Linked DNA regions of Anas platyrhynchos: region 1 is linked to region 2. The links are chromatin contacts, called in public Hi-C maps. All regions are on one chromosome and are shown on one strand. The core of a region is the stretch at or near the end of the contact, and the rest is flanking DNA. Distances in the headings are between cores, read along the strand shown.

The links. Hi-C and Micro-C count contacts between places; a contact is called where the count stands out from the background.
Region 1: a Hi-C map of skeletal muscle shows a contact between it and region 2, with 6 times the contacts expected there. The contact joins the promoter of KCNE2 here to the enhancer-like site in region 2. A contact is called at or near these places in 3 of 8 Hi-C or Micro-C datasets (F5 follicle, skeletal muscle and small yellow follicle).

What each region holds. Positions count from the first base shown.
Region 1 is chr1:111,196,301-111,203,025 of IASCAAS_PekinDuck_T2T, reverse strand. It overlaps KCNE2 (potassium voltage-gated channel subfamily E regulatory subunit 2), which reads right to left and starts at 3,760. Exons shown (of 3, transcript XM_021268384.4): 1 at 3,519-3,760.
Region 2 is chr1:111,281,796-111,288,225 of IASCAAS_PekinDuck_T2T, reverse strand. The region is part of intron 2 of KCNE2 (potassium voltage-gated channel subfamily E regulatory subunit 2); the gene reads right to left. Among named protein-coding and RNA genes, the nearest start is that of SMIM11, 21 kb to the left of the region's middle. Within about 2 kb of position 3,230, at least 5 of the 8 cell types and tissues checked have an H3K27ac peak or open chromatin away from gene starts, as enhancers often do. A contact at or near this core is called in F5 follicle and small yellow follicle, where this site is marked.

The sequences.
Region 1 (6,725 bases), core at 2,511-5,010, 86 kb after region 2:
TTTTTACTTTTTTCCCCAGAGATTTGTATGTGGTTTTTCTTTTTATCCTCTCCAAACTTGAGATGATGGTCACAAGGCTTATTTGGTCAGCATTGTAGAGGAAGGAGGCTTCTGACTGGTTTGGGAATAACTTCTAGGCCACGGTTTTGTCACTGAGGGACAAAAAGCGGGTGATGTTTCTGTGTGCATGCAAGACTTCCATTGCAGACCCATGCTCTGATGAGAAAGTGAAGAGGAATGAAAGGATGCCTGTACAAGAACGAAACAGACAGCCAAAAAGCACTAGAAATATTTGTGTTTACTTATATTTTGGCCCAGCCTGTCCCGTATGGCATGACTGCCCTCCCTGTCAGGAGAGCACTTTACACACTGGCTCTGTCTGTCCGTCTATCCTGCCTGCTGCAGGCTGGGGAGGGGAGCTGGGCACAGCTCAGGCCTCCTGGACTCACTGGGAGGAGGGGACAAGAGGAGGGTGCTGCTGGCTTCTGTCACCAAGGCCAGTGGCTTTCACCCCTGGTAGCATAAAACTTGTCCAGTGTTACTTTTCCCCATCCAAAAACTACATCACTTTGTGAATCTTGGCCACTTCCCCCAGGAGGCAGGGAGAGGACTTGTATTGCCAAGCCAGCGTTCATCTGCTGAGACCCAGGCTGTTCGTCCTTTGCCTCCTACCCTCTGCATCACTGGCAATGAACCTCCTCATCTCGGCAACTCTCCAAGCAAAGCTGCAGCCAGCACCAGCCTTGGTCTATGCACAACTCGTGTGCAATCGGAGGCTGAGATCTGGAGGAGGTCAGCACGCTCAAGCAGCCCATGTAAATATAAGTGCTCATCAATCCTCATATAAAGCAACAGGGATTAAGCTGAAGTTGCTGCTTTATCTCTAATCCTCACCGTCTCCCATGCTGAGGCTGACTGTCGTAGCCAACTGCAGTCTGTACATACTTTGTGAAAACAGACCTCCACTGCTTGCTGAGCTCTACCGATCCAGTCTGTCTCTCTTCCTTTTCAGCCTCCCACCACCCCCCACCATGTACTAATACCCCGTCATAATAATCCAGAAAACTTCCTCCGTCTTGCTCTTTGGCATGCTTTCTGGAGCACTAAGGGCCCACAGAACAGCCTTGCTGTCTCAGTTTCTGTGCCTCGCGCTACAGCATTCCCAAGCAGCTACCTAGAAAGTTCTGCTCAGCTTCCGAGGTCTTGGTCTGAAGCATGCCTGAGTGCCGACTTTTCTAAATCTATCTACTGACTACATGCGACTGTCAAATTTCAAGAGCGGCTAAGCGGGCCAAATAAAGGCAATTTATCTTGGAAAGAAGAGCAAAAGGCATGCCCCTGACACTATGGCATCCCATTGCGAAATTGCAAGCATGGAAACACCAAAGGAACTCAGCAAAAACTCTGGAAGGTTTTTACTTTTTTTTTTTTTTTTTTTTAATACAATGTGGACAAAACAACAATTTTCTCTATCTTAATTCCTGGAAATGACTGAGCTAATCTAGGCAAATCTTTCCCAAATACATCAATCTGAAATGGATACTTGACCCAGGAAATACCTACTAAAATGGTTCAAGACTGGCAAAGTAAAAATAAAAATTTAAAAAAAAATTAAAAAGTCAAAAAAATGGGTACGTCTAAACTTTGCTAGGAGAGACCTACCTGTACTATACATATGTATATATACAAAGTATAAACACAAGAGAAAATAATCCATTTTTCAGTAGCAGGCATCATGCTGCTCTGGCACCATTTAGGTTCTTTAGTTTGTCTGGCATCCAAACTGCCTCCTGGGGTAGCCAGAAAGGTTGGAGCACATCCAGGTTTCACCCCCATTGGCTGTCAGGATGCTCACGAAGATGTGTACTCTGAGGTAAGGCGTGCTGCCAATGCCCACAACTTAGAAGTAGCTGGAGTGCCCCAAAAGCTAGGAGGATGGACTGTCTTGAAAAACAGAGAGGGTTAACACTCTGTTGGATTTCTTTAAAGTCAGGCAGAAAAGTAACACTTTTCTCCAGGACAGTAACAGTTTCTGGAGCAAAGATAACACATTGCCTTATACCCCAAATTTCCCAGGCACTGTAATTAACAATAGGCCTCTGACGAGCTATCTAAGCTGTATCCAGCTGTATCCCAAATGTGAAACACTTGCACAAGTGAAAATTCAATTAGAGACTCTTTTACTCCCATCCAGAATCAACATGATGCCCCACAAATCAGGACCTGGAGCCATGGCAGGTATGTGCCTGTGGAGTCCCCACTACACTCTTCTTTCCCATTTCCCTTAAAAAATCCTAAAGAAGACAGGTTTATAACTGGTATGACTGGTGTGAGTGTTTAAGATAGAGATTTTGAGTGGTGGAGAGATCCTCCCTGCTGTCCTCCTCCCACAGATTTCACACTTGTCCTTTCTTCATGAGGTGTTGCCCTGGGCATACGGAGGGTGGCCCAGAACTCGGAGGTGAAAGTTTTGCTGCACTCCCAGAGATGCCTCCTTCTCGCACCCAGCTGAGGTTGTATAGAGCCAGAAGAAAAGGAAAGACTGAGCTTTTCAGCATACTGGCAGATTGCATACCTAACTGCATGCAGCTTAAGCAGCAAGTCACCCCTTGGAGATAACGGGCAGGCTGGCAGCAGGAGGCAGTGGAGTAATCCACGTGTGCACGTGTTTCAAACTGCATTCGAGTCCTCAAGCAATTGGTTATTAACATAGTTTTCAGCAGAGCTGGACTGGGGATTGCTCTCTTTAGCAGCCCTGTAGTGACAGCAGATCAGTATTTCCAAGGAAAGTGGGCATTCGGCTTTGATACTTGTTAAATGCCACAACAGCTAGTGGAAATAAGAAAGCAAAATCCCCAGTCAGGGAAAAAGGGAGCTTGAACTGGAGTTACCCCCTCAAACTCATATCTCCACTGACAGAAGGGCTTGTGTGCTTTCCAAAGACTCCCATGCATTCGCTCTCAAATCTTCCTCACCTCGTGTGTACTTGTGCACTACACAAATTGATAGATCTGTTTTTCTCCTATTTATTTGGTTTAGCATCCCATTTCTAAAGAGCAGCTTCACCGTGCATAATGCAGCAGCTGCCAATAAGTCACTAGTATAGCCAGCCTTGTTTTCCACAGGGAAGTGTGTGTAGTCAGAAAGAAACGAAGCATCTAAAAATAATGCCCTTAACACTCTACATGCAGCTGGTTTTCTCCAATTTTCCACTGGCCCGCTGCTGTATGCTGATGACAGTGTAAGAGGAGATCAGAGAGCCAGCTCAGTACTTTTCCATGGAAGGACGAAATCTCTAAGAATAACAATTTATCAGAGAAGCTGTGTCTGTTTGACCTGGCTCATTTTCAGAGATTAGAAACCAAATAGCTCACAATGTATTGTGTTGACTTTGGGGGGGTTTCTTATCTAAGAACTGATTTTCATGTTTCATCAGTTCTCAGGGGGGGGGGAAAGAATGCACATCTGTCTTCCAAAGTGGATCAGTGAGAGGATAACAACAAATAATGATAACTTACCCATGTGGAGTGCCTTTCATCTTAAAGGATCCCAGAAATGGCTACGGTTTGTTGTCCAGTCCTGAACTGCTGAAGTCACTGCTGATTTCAGTGAGAGCAGAAGCACTAAGACAGGGCAGTATCTCTGCAGCCCTGCAGGTAGCTGGCCAGCCTGCGTAAAGCTCCATGTATATCACCACTGGGGAATTAAGTGTTTCAGAGCTGACAAGCTATATGCACACTCCTGGTTCCCTGGGGACGAAAGAGACCTTATGCAGAAGTAACCCCCAGCCCTGGTCTTCCACACTGCCAGGGGAGCAGGCTGGTTGAAGAGAGTTGTAGACGACCCTGTTGTGGTGGAGGAGACAGTCATGAAAAGAGTCTCAAAAAACAGATCATTGCAGAAACTGATGGGCTCAGTATCATGATCTCACCTATAGAAAGAGTCACTGCATCTCTGGCTACACCTGTACTAGCAAACAACATAGTGGCAAGGCTCACGCATTGACCCTGAGGTCAACTGGCACAGACTGGCCACATCTGTGCTATTAAACACTCTTAGCCTACAAATCAGGGTGGACGCATTCACGTTGTCTGTTGGGGATGGTCCTTGCACTGAGGAAGTTAACCCCCTGTGCTGCAAATATTTAGGTGAGCAGTGGCTGCCCCCCTGCCACCACCACCCTAGGAACTATTAAATTATTACCTTAAGAATTGAAGATTAGGTTCAATCAAGTTGCCGTGCCTGGGCCCAGGCCCCTTATTTCAGTAGCCCTAATTTTACTAATATAGAGATAACTAGTGGCTTCAACAAAGCAGTGTCTCTTTTGTTTCTGGAGTGGCCTATTGCCAAAGATTTGGCCACGCATAAAGTCAGGGATGAGTTGGAAAAGGCTAAAACTCCTTCCAGGTTTTACTGGGCAAAGACCTGCTCCCATGAAAAGCCAACAAAATGGAAATGAAGCAGCCAAGGATGCTTGTGGAGTACACTGTTGACATGAAAAAGCAAAATCTTTGACCCTCAAGCAAGACCCTCAGCACATACGGGACAATTAAGTGATCGGATGCAGCCAACTAGGGTTTATGAAGGGCAAGCCCTGCCTGACCAACCTGACCTTCTTCTACAACAAGATGACCCACTTGGTAGATGAAAAAAAGGCTGTGGAAGTTGTTTACTTGAATTTTAGTGAAATATATGACACTGTTCCCCGTAGTATTTTGGAGAAACTGGCTGTTCATGGCTTAGGACAGATAGGACTGGTAGGACACAAAGAAATGTCATCAAATTGCGCCAGGGCAGGTTTAGATTGGATATCGGGAAGGATTTCTTTCCAGAGAGGGTGATCAAGCATTGGAGCAGGCTGCCCAGGGAGGTATTTAAGGGACGTCTGGATCTGGTACTAAGGGCCATGGTTTAGTGACGGGACTCAGTAGGTCAGGTTGATGGTTGGACCTTGAAGGTGTTTTGCAAGCTAGATGATTCCATGATTCTAAGTCAGATTCCACTGTTGGTTACCTGTGTGCAGTCAAAAGCATTTCCCTCCACTGCCTCCTTCACACCATACAAAAACATTTGTATTAATCTAATGAGGTATACATTCCAGCTCTTTCCCAACTTAAGCCTTCATTACTTTGATGACTCAGAAATACCAGGTGCAACTTCAAAGGAACGATTTCAGTAGGTTGTTAAGATATGATCTCCATATTAGCTCTCAAGGATACACACATTAAAAATATAACGGCAAACGATGAAAGTATCAACACATCGTTTGAGTGCGTGGAAAAACTCCTCAAATTCTCAACAGAGAACTGGAATAAAACCACCTGATGTTACTGCTGAAGAATAACAACATCAGGATTCCCTGGGAGGAGGCTTGCTGAAGTCCCCAGCCAGCCTAAGGGGCAGGGGAAAGGTCTTTCCCATCTAAGTGGACATCTGTCAAACAAAATGGGATACATTTTCAAGGACTGTGCCAAATTTAGACGTTGTGTACTCCTGCTTGGCTGTCATGACCACTCTGGAGGTCACACAAAAAGAAATATTTCTCACAGCACAAACCAAAGTGAAGCGAATTGCGTAGCAACCTACTCTTTCAAGTATAGTACAAGCTTCTCCATTCCTTCCAGGAAAATCCTGTCTACGTGCTATGATGCCACATCCCATCTCGAGTGCTAAATTTGTCCAACACACAACATCTGGGATATTCACATGCACATGAAGAGCCCTGTCCTGCAACACAGTGGGAGGAGCCATGTGGAACCACACTTGCTCCGAATGTTTGCCAGGCAAAATAGCACTGGACGCTATATATAAAAATGTGCAATTTAGAGGCCCTAATCTGCTCCTTCTTAAGGCGATGGCAAACTTTCCACTGTCTACTGCAACATTTGATCCTTCAGGACACCCCCAGAAGAAGCAGCAGCGAGGCTCTGTCATTGTGTTGGCAGCTGAAGCTCACGCCATGGTGGCAATGCAGCAGGTGGCCAACACTCATGCACACAGCTGCAAACACCTAGAGAGGGAAACCCCAGTGAGAATTGCAAATATATTTATTCTTTGCTAAATACTTATGGCTCATATCATGAAGTCTGCAAAGGATTTTACTGCTGCCCATGAGGGATATGGTTATTTCCTCATCTAGCGGTCTTTTTCCAGATGTTTCTGTGACACTTTTCTATACACTTTCTTTCCAATAATCTTGTTTTAGAATCAAATCCCCAAAGAACTCAAAAAAACATCATACTATGCTTGAGCACAAGTCTTAGACCACAGCATAGCCAAGATACACTCAGGCACAAATCAAGGCCGTATGGCAGAGCAGGTAAAGATTGCTCAAGTCAGTCTCAAGAATATATCTTCCTTTACAAATGTCTTTCAGACAGCAGTTTCACATATTTTCTGTTAGCCTCTGCTCATCCATAAAAATAGAGCATGCTGCAGAGGTCATTCTCATAGCATGGTATGAACCCTGATTGTCCCCATGCATTCAGAAACTAGAAGTACCTAAAGGGTAAAGCTTCATTAAGGTGCCCTCATACCCCTACCACATTGTTGGTGTTTTGCCACTTGTTTTGGCCTCCACAGGGTCTGCTCCCTATATCCCAGCCCAAAGTCCAGTGAAACTAATGGAAAATTTCTGAAGCTGATGTCTGCTCCAGAAGGGAGGCAAAGTGATCTAAACTGGATTAAGAGTGGGCAGGCTGGAGAGCTATGTACTTTGAAACAAG
Region 2 (6,430 bases), core at 1,981-4,480:
TTTATCTTTCCCTTCAGATATCAGGCCAGTAGCAAAAGCACTCTAAGGTGACCCAAAATGGGTTCCTCCTATTTCTTTCTGTCTGCAGCTGAGGACTATGAGACAAAGAAGCAGACCATGAAGAAACGGCCGTGAAGAAATGGCCACAGAAGAAAAAGTGATGTTCTACCAGTATTAGGCTACAGGCATTTTGTTTAATATCCTTGCACTGATAGGTACTCTTCTGTCTGGAAGTCTCAATGTTGCTTTAAGCACAAGACCGGCTCAGTCTTAGAGTGAAAGCTCTTTTCACTGGAATCTTTTGACAAACTCAATGTATTTTTAAGCTCTATCTTTTTAGAAGATATTTGCTGAAAATACAGATACAGTTTTGCTCATGTAACGCTAAACAATCTGGAAGCTTCCAGACGCACTGCATGTGGTGTGAGATTTTCTTTAACAAGTTGGAACTTTGAAGGGAGCTTTATCTCACCAGGCAGGAACAGCATGAGCTGTACCCTGTAGCATCTCACAGCTGATACGAGTCTGAGGAAGGGTGAGAACATTACTTCCGAAGGACACAGACACATACCACCCAGAGACAGAGCCTGGCTACCCACACAGAGCAGCCTCAAGGAGGTCCACATCTGCAGGACTGCACTCTGTGCTCTCTTGCTGTCTGTGGGACTTTTTTGGGTAATAGGACCACCATGTACCTGAGCAGCTCAAATGAAAACATTAATTTGCTAACCGCATTTCAGGAAAGGAACTGAAAACAAAGACTTTCAAGGAAAATGAGGTGTGTAATACAATTAAAATTAATGGGAGCTAGGAAATGCAATTGCTTTGAGAAACAGAGTGGGTGTTTTTTATGGTCACTGAGTGACTCTGATGGGACAGAAGGCTGAGCCTAGGTCTTCTCAGCTGTGGCTGTCTCTGCTCACCCACTGACCCCTGATAACTTTGCCGTAGAGAGATTTATGAACCCTGTCCTCCACATAATCTGCATCAGAGTTCTCATTCCTACATAATGCCCTACCTTATACCTAACATCCATGCTACCTGGATGATGAAAATCTGCCTGAGAAATCTGGCAGTGTCCTAGAGTTGCCCTTGCTCTTTTAAACAACGGTCCCTATATTCACAGGTAAGCAGTATTTTTAATTGATCATTAATGACACATCACAGGTAGCTGAAGTTCATGAGATGAGTGATGACCAAAGGCTCATCTGAACCATCCTGAACTTTGCGGAACTGGAGATCAGATACTGTGTCAGGAATCATTAATAATCGATTGAAACCAACTCTCCCATTTAACAGGAGGAATTCAGGAGCTTAGAGCCATCTTTGTGATAGAATCTGATCCTAATTCATATCACTGTGTACCTGAGCTCTTCCTAGGTTAGCCATAATCCCAGAACAATGTCCCTGGTAATTTTTATGGTATCATCAACTGTAATCAAGGAAATGATCTCAAATGCATATGCAAAATAGGGTCTAGAATCACAGCCTGTACAGCATCAAAATGGCAAGTAGGCAGAACACAGAAATCCCCTTTTACAGATGATTATTATTATTATTGAATACAGTTGTCTTCCACCTCAGACAGAACTCTAACAGTTCATCTTCCTCTCGGAAAGGGGATGGAGTCTCAGGTTGGTGTGTGGGAAGGGGGAGGAGGAAGCACAGGTGCAGTCTGCATGATGCCTGGGCCACTGAGGAGCTGTGAGATGGGTCTGTCAAAATCTCATCCAAACCTAAAGCCATTAAGTTTCAACAAGTTGGTGATTTCCTTGTTTTGTTGCTGTTTCTTCAGCCAGCTGCCATGGTGATGGATCCAGTCCGGAGGGGGTACTAACACAATACTGCTGCTGTATTCTGGAGAGCACTGCATGCTCCAGCGTGGCAGTCTCCCTCTGCTGCTACTGCCAGCTGCTGCAAGGGTTTGACAGGAGCTCCTGGGTGCACATATGAACAAGTTAAAAGAGAGGTTAGCCCATGGTCATCAAAGCCAAGTGCCTCCTCAGGACTTGCTCTGATTCAGAAACCCAGACAGTGGCAACAGTAGATAAGGATAGGTCTGGGCTTGGCCCACTGGAGCTGATGAAGAATTATTTGCTGACACAGTAACCATGTGAGCATCCTTCTGGCTAGATGGTAAACCACAGGGAGTCTGGAATCAGTTGCCCAGGTTCAGGTTTGAGGTATGTAGTGTGTATTATGATCTACTGAAGATGGGGCCTGAATCTTGGAGAGGCTGCAGAAGTTCCCATGGAAGGGTTGCTGCAGCTGTAAGCACACTGAGGACACTGAAGTGTATGGATGAGGCCAACTTTTATGGGAATAACTCTGCCACTTAGGTTAGCACTCACAGAGAGACACTTGCACACGTGGTTACTGTGCAGGCAAACCCCTAGATGAATCTGGTACCATTTACCAATGGAGCCAGGAAGAAGAAGGCATGCCTTATGCTGGCTGAAATGCACTTAGCCTTTCCTCTCAGTCTGGCTGAGAAGACGAGGGCAAAGTTATCAAGAATCAAAGTGCAGAAAACTGCATGGATATTCTTCCTGTTTACAACCTAGTCAGCGTCAAAGTTTGGCCGCCCAAAAGGCTGGAGCCGACGGCTGGGTAACCCTACGAGCTGGCACTTCTATTTACTCGCCTTTGCTAAGCCACAGATTCACCTTCACTCTTGCACTCTGACTATATCCAGACAGCAAAGGAGAAAGCCAGAGGCTGAGCTCGTGCACGTCAGGTGCCGTTTTCGGGAGTGACCACACCGTGTCCCCACAGAGCTGCACTTCCATCCCTCCATCCACCCGCAGAAAGGCTTCCAAGTGGTAGCTCATCTGCATGCCCATAAATACACCCCCCTCCAGCGCTGCTGTAACCCCTACTTATATGGTTAGAGCTGGCAGGAAAATAGTCCTGACCTTCAATTGCTACCAGTCCACTCAGTCCAGGCCCGGTGAGGCGAGTACATAAAAAAAAAAAAAAAAAAAAAAACAACATGTAAAGGTCAAAATTCAAGGTCTGCTGCTCATTACTAAGAAATAGCACCAGAAACCCTCCTCATTTGCATAAAACACTTCGTGCTGAGATCTGAAACGTCCTGAAAACAAAGGTAAGCACCACTAGCCCCATTTCACAGATGGAAAAGTGACCCGATTGCCAAGACCACACAGCAGGCACGCAGCAGACCTGAACCAGATTAGGCTCGTGGCTGTCTCTTATCGCCGCACTGGACCACACTCCCAAGCCTGTGCAATAAGGAGACAGTGGGGTTTTGTTTTCCCAAACTCTGGAACGCCAGAGGTTACTATCGTGTATCTGAAAGGGCAGAGCAATGTGGGCCGTGACACCTTACCTCCTTCCCTTGCCCTTTCAAACACAGCATGTCTCTTCAAAAGTTGGGCAATTCAAGGAGGACATGGGATCCTCTCATCTGCAGCCAGGCCTGCCACCCACCTGGTTGGTATTCAAGGGTGGGAGCACTAGGGTCAGATGAGGCCCATATCATCTTGCTAAAATGGGGAAAGGGGTGGGGAGAAAAGGGGGAATAAGTACATGTAGGACCATGGTTTCACAGTGAAGACCATCAACAGCCACCAGGCACACAGAGATCCCTGGCCAGACTGTTCACTGGGATAAAGGCAAATTTGAGAGCAGTGACGCACAGAGAAAAAGTTTGAAGGACACCTTCAAACCAAGAGCAAGAGCAACAACTTTCCATAGGGCAAGATACTTCTTCCTTGATTATAAAGACTTTCAGGAAGCCCACAGACAGGAAAGCCCTTAGATGAGAGGAAGATAACTGTTAATCCACCAGCAGATTGCAGCAGATTTGAAGGAAAGCTCACAGCTCTCAGAGTGGCATGTCAGCACATCGCTGTGACAGTAGGCCTCATCTCACTACAGGTACACCCCCAGTCAGCAATAGTTACTCTGTGGCTCAGATCATCATTTCTGGGCAGAAAGATGTAGGGCCAGACCACCAGCCCCATCTCAGCAAGGCGCTCGTGCCATGCCTCCACCTACTGAGGTCACATCACTAGCTCTTCCATCAGTCCATTTCGCATCAAGGATTCTTCAGCTAACCAGTCATCTGATCATTAGCCATTTTTTTTTGCTCCAGAAAAAGAAGGTAACCAGTGAGTCTGGTTTTCAGCAGTGTAATTGTACGTTGATGGCTCATGGTGGAGGAGCCCAATGGAAAGCCATGGGACACAGCCCCACATCTACAAAAGTGGAAAACCAGAGGATAAGCTCCTAGGATCAGATCCACACAACACAATGGAGAGAGTGAACACAAAGGTTCACTCTCTCCATTGCCACATAGGCCTTCAGCTTAGAGGCACAGCAAAACACAGAATCCTTCCCTGCACATGCCGTCCTAATGGAAAAGACTGTCTTACTTGGGAAAATTGCAGTTGCCCCACCTACCCCATCTCATGTGAGCAAGTTGCTTCAGTTTTGCCCCTAATGGCATAACCTGTTCACTGTCCATCCAGGCCTAAATTGCAGAGAAATCCTGCATCCTGCCTTCCCCAGCTGATCACAAGGCCACTGGAAGCTTCACACAGGCTATGGAGTGCATGAGGGAGAGCAAGTGGCTCTGAAGTGAAGTGGCATAGAGCAGCAGAGTCTACACAGTGACTACACAGGGCTGGAGGACTGATACCATAGGAAACGTCTGCATTGCTGTTCAGCAGCACACTGAAAGTCCTTCCTGGAAGACAGCAAAGAGTGGACCATAGCTACCATGTCCAGTGGGATTTCTTCTTTCAGGCCATCTCACTCCTGGATGGATCAGCATATTTCTGTTTTGGCCAGGTTACTCCATCAGCGTGCTCCTTGAGGCGCCATGTCTATGGCTTCAGGAACTGAAGCCAGGCAAAGCAGCTGGAGGCTCAACCCTATGTTCTTAATATCAAGGCTGAGCCCTTAAGCCAGAAGCAATCAGGCCATCAGGGTCAGGGAACATCTTGAAATGGAGACAGAAGGGCTCCATGCTCCGTGAGGGCCCTGGGGCTCTGTTTCAGCTCCATTGTTTTATAACCCTCTCGATTTTTGTAATTTTTAGAGAAGGATGCATCTTGTACTTTCTTTTACAGGTTCTGATACTACTGACTGTTTAACATGTGAAAGGGCAAATAGCTCTTAACCCGAAGTCACTGCCATTAGCAGAGGGTTTCTAGGCTTAACTTTTATTTTGGTTAAGAAAAAAGGCCAGGAGAGCATGTGGCTTGTGATTACACTCCCAGCCTTTCTGCCAGTATCGTGACCCATCTCTTATGGGTACAATGAAGATGAATGATCTCAGGGATTGCAAATTGCCCCAGTGATCACTGTGGAGTTTTTTTCTCCATTTGGTGCCTAATTTGAGCTGTCTTGATCCCTTCCCTTCTGATTAAGCAAGACATATGTGGTGTGAGGGAAGGGGAAAGGAGGGGGGGAAAGAAAGGAAGTGGGGAGATCTCTGTGCCAAGCCTGTCACTGCTATATGTCCTCTCCTTACCTTCTCCCTCCCCATACCGAGGCTGGGTTACAACAGCTGGAGTCGCTCACCACTCTGAGCTGGTCCCCAGTGTGCAGGGAGGTGCAGTGGGAAGAGGGCTGACCAGCCTTCACATTTCCCCTGGCCATGCGCTGTCTCCACAGAGCCAGCGGTCCCAAGAGCCCTGTATAATGCGAGCTGGCTTTCAGGAATGATGTCTTGCCAGGAGCTTCTCTGTGTGAGGCCAATGCAGTTTGCTGGTCCATGACCACAGGAAAAAGCTTTACACTTGACAACCAGAAAGCATTTTTACAACACACACCCTTCTCTGGACTTGTTGACCTGTAGAAGGGCCTTTACCTCTGTCCCTTGCTGTCTTACCCCATGGGCAATGTGTCGTTGCCATGTCCCATCCCTGCCTCTGGTTGAGCAGGACTGCTGCTCAACCTGGAGCAGGCTGGTGAAGAGGTTTTTACCTCAGGGTGCAAGCTTTCACACATAGGAGAGGGACTTAGGTAGAAGATGAACAAGCAGGCAGAGGGGTGGCCCCAAAGCCAGCAGAGCGGGTTGTCAGCAGGTTCATGGTTCAAGAAGCTCATGGGTGGCACCCTGTGGGGCCAGCTCTTGGGAACCAGCACATGGGTGGGGACACTGCTTGGCATGTACCACAGCTCATAACCACAGCTCACCAACTTCACTCTATCCACCCTCATGGGACCACAAGCCAGGCCTGCACACAGGCAGCAAAACCCAGCAAGGACAGCCAGATGTGCGCACTGTGGCCTCTCCAAGGCACTCATTCTTCATGACCTGGGGTTATGAAGAAGCTTGGAGGGCAGTACAGCACTTTTCTCTATGGGAGCCTCTTCCCCCAGATCATGGCCAAGGTCAAGGCAGGCCTTTGTCAAGATCATGGCCATGGGCAAGGCAGGAGGAGAGCTCTTAGGAATA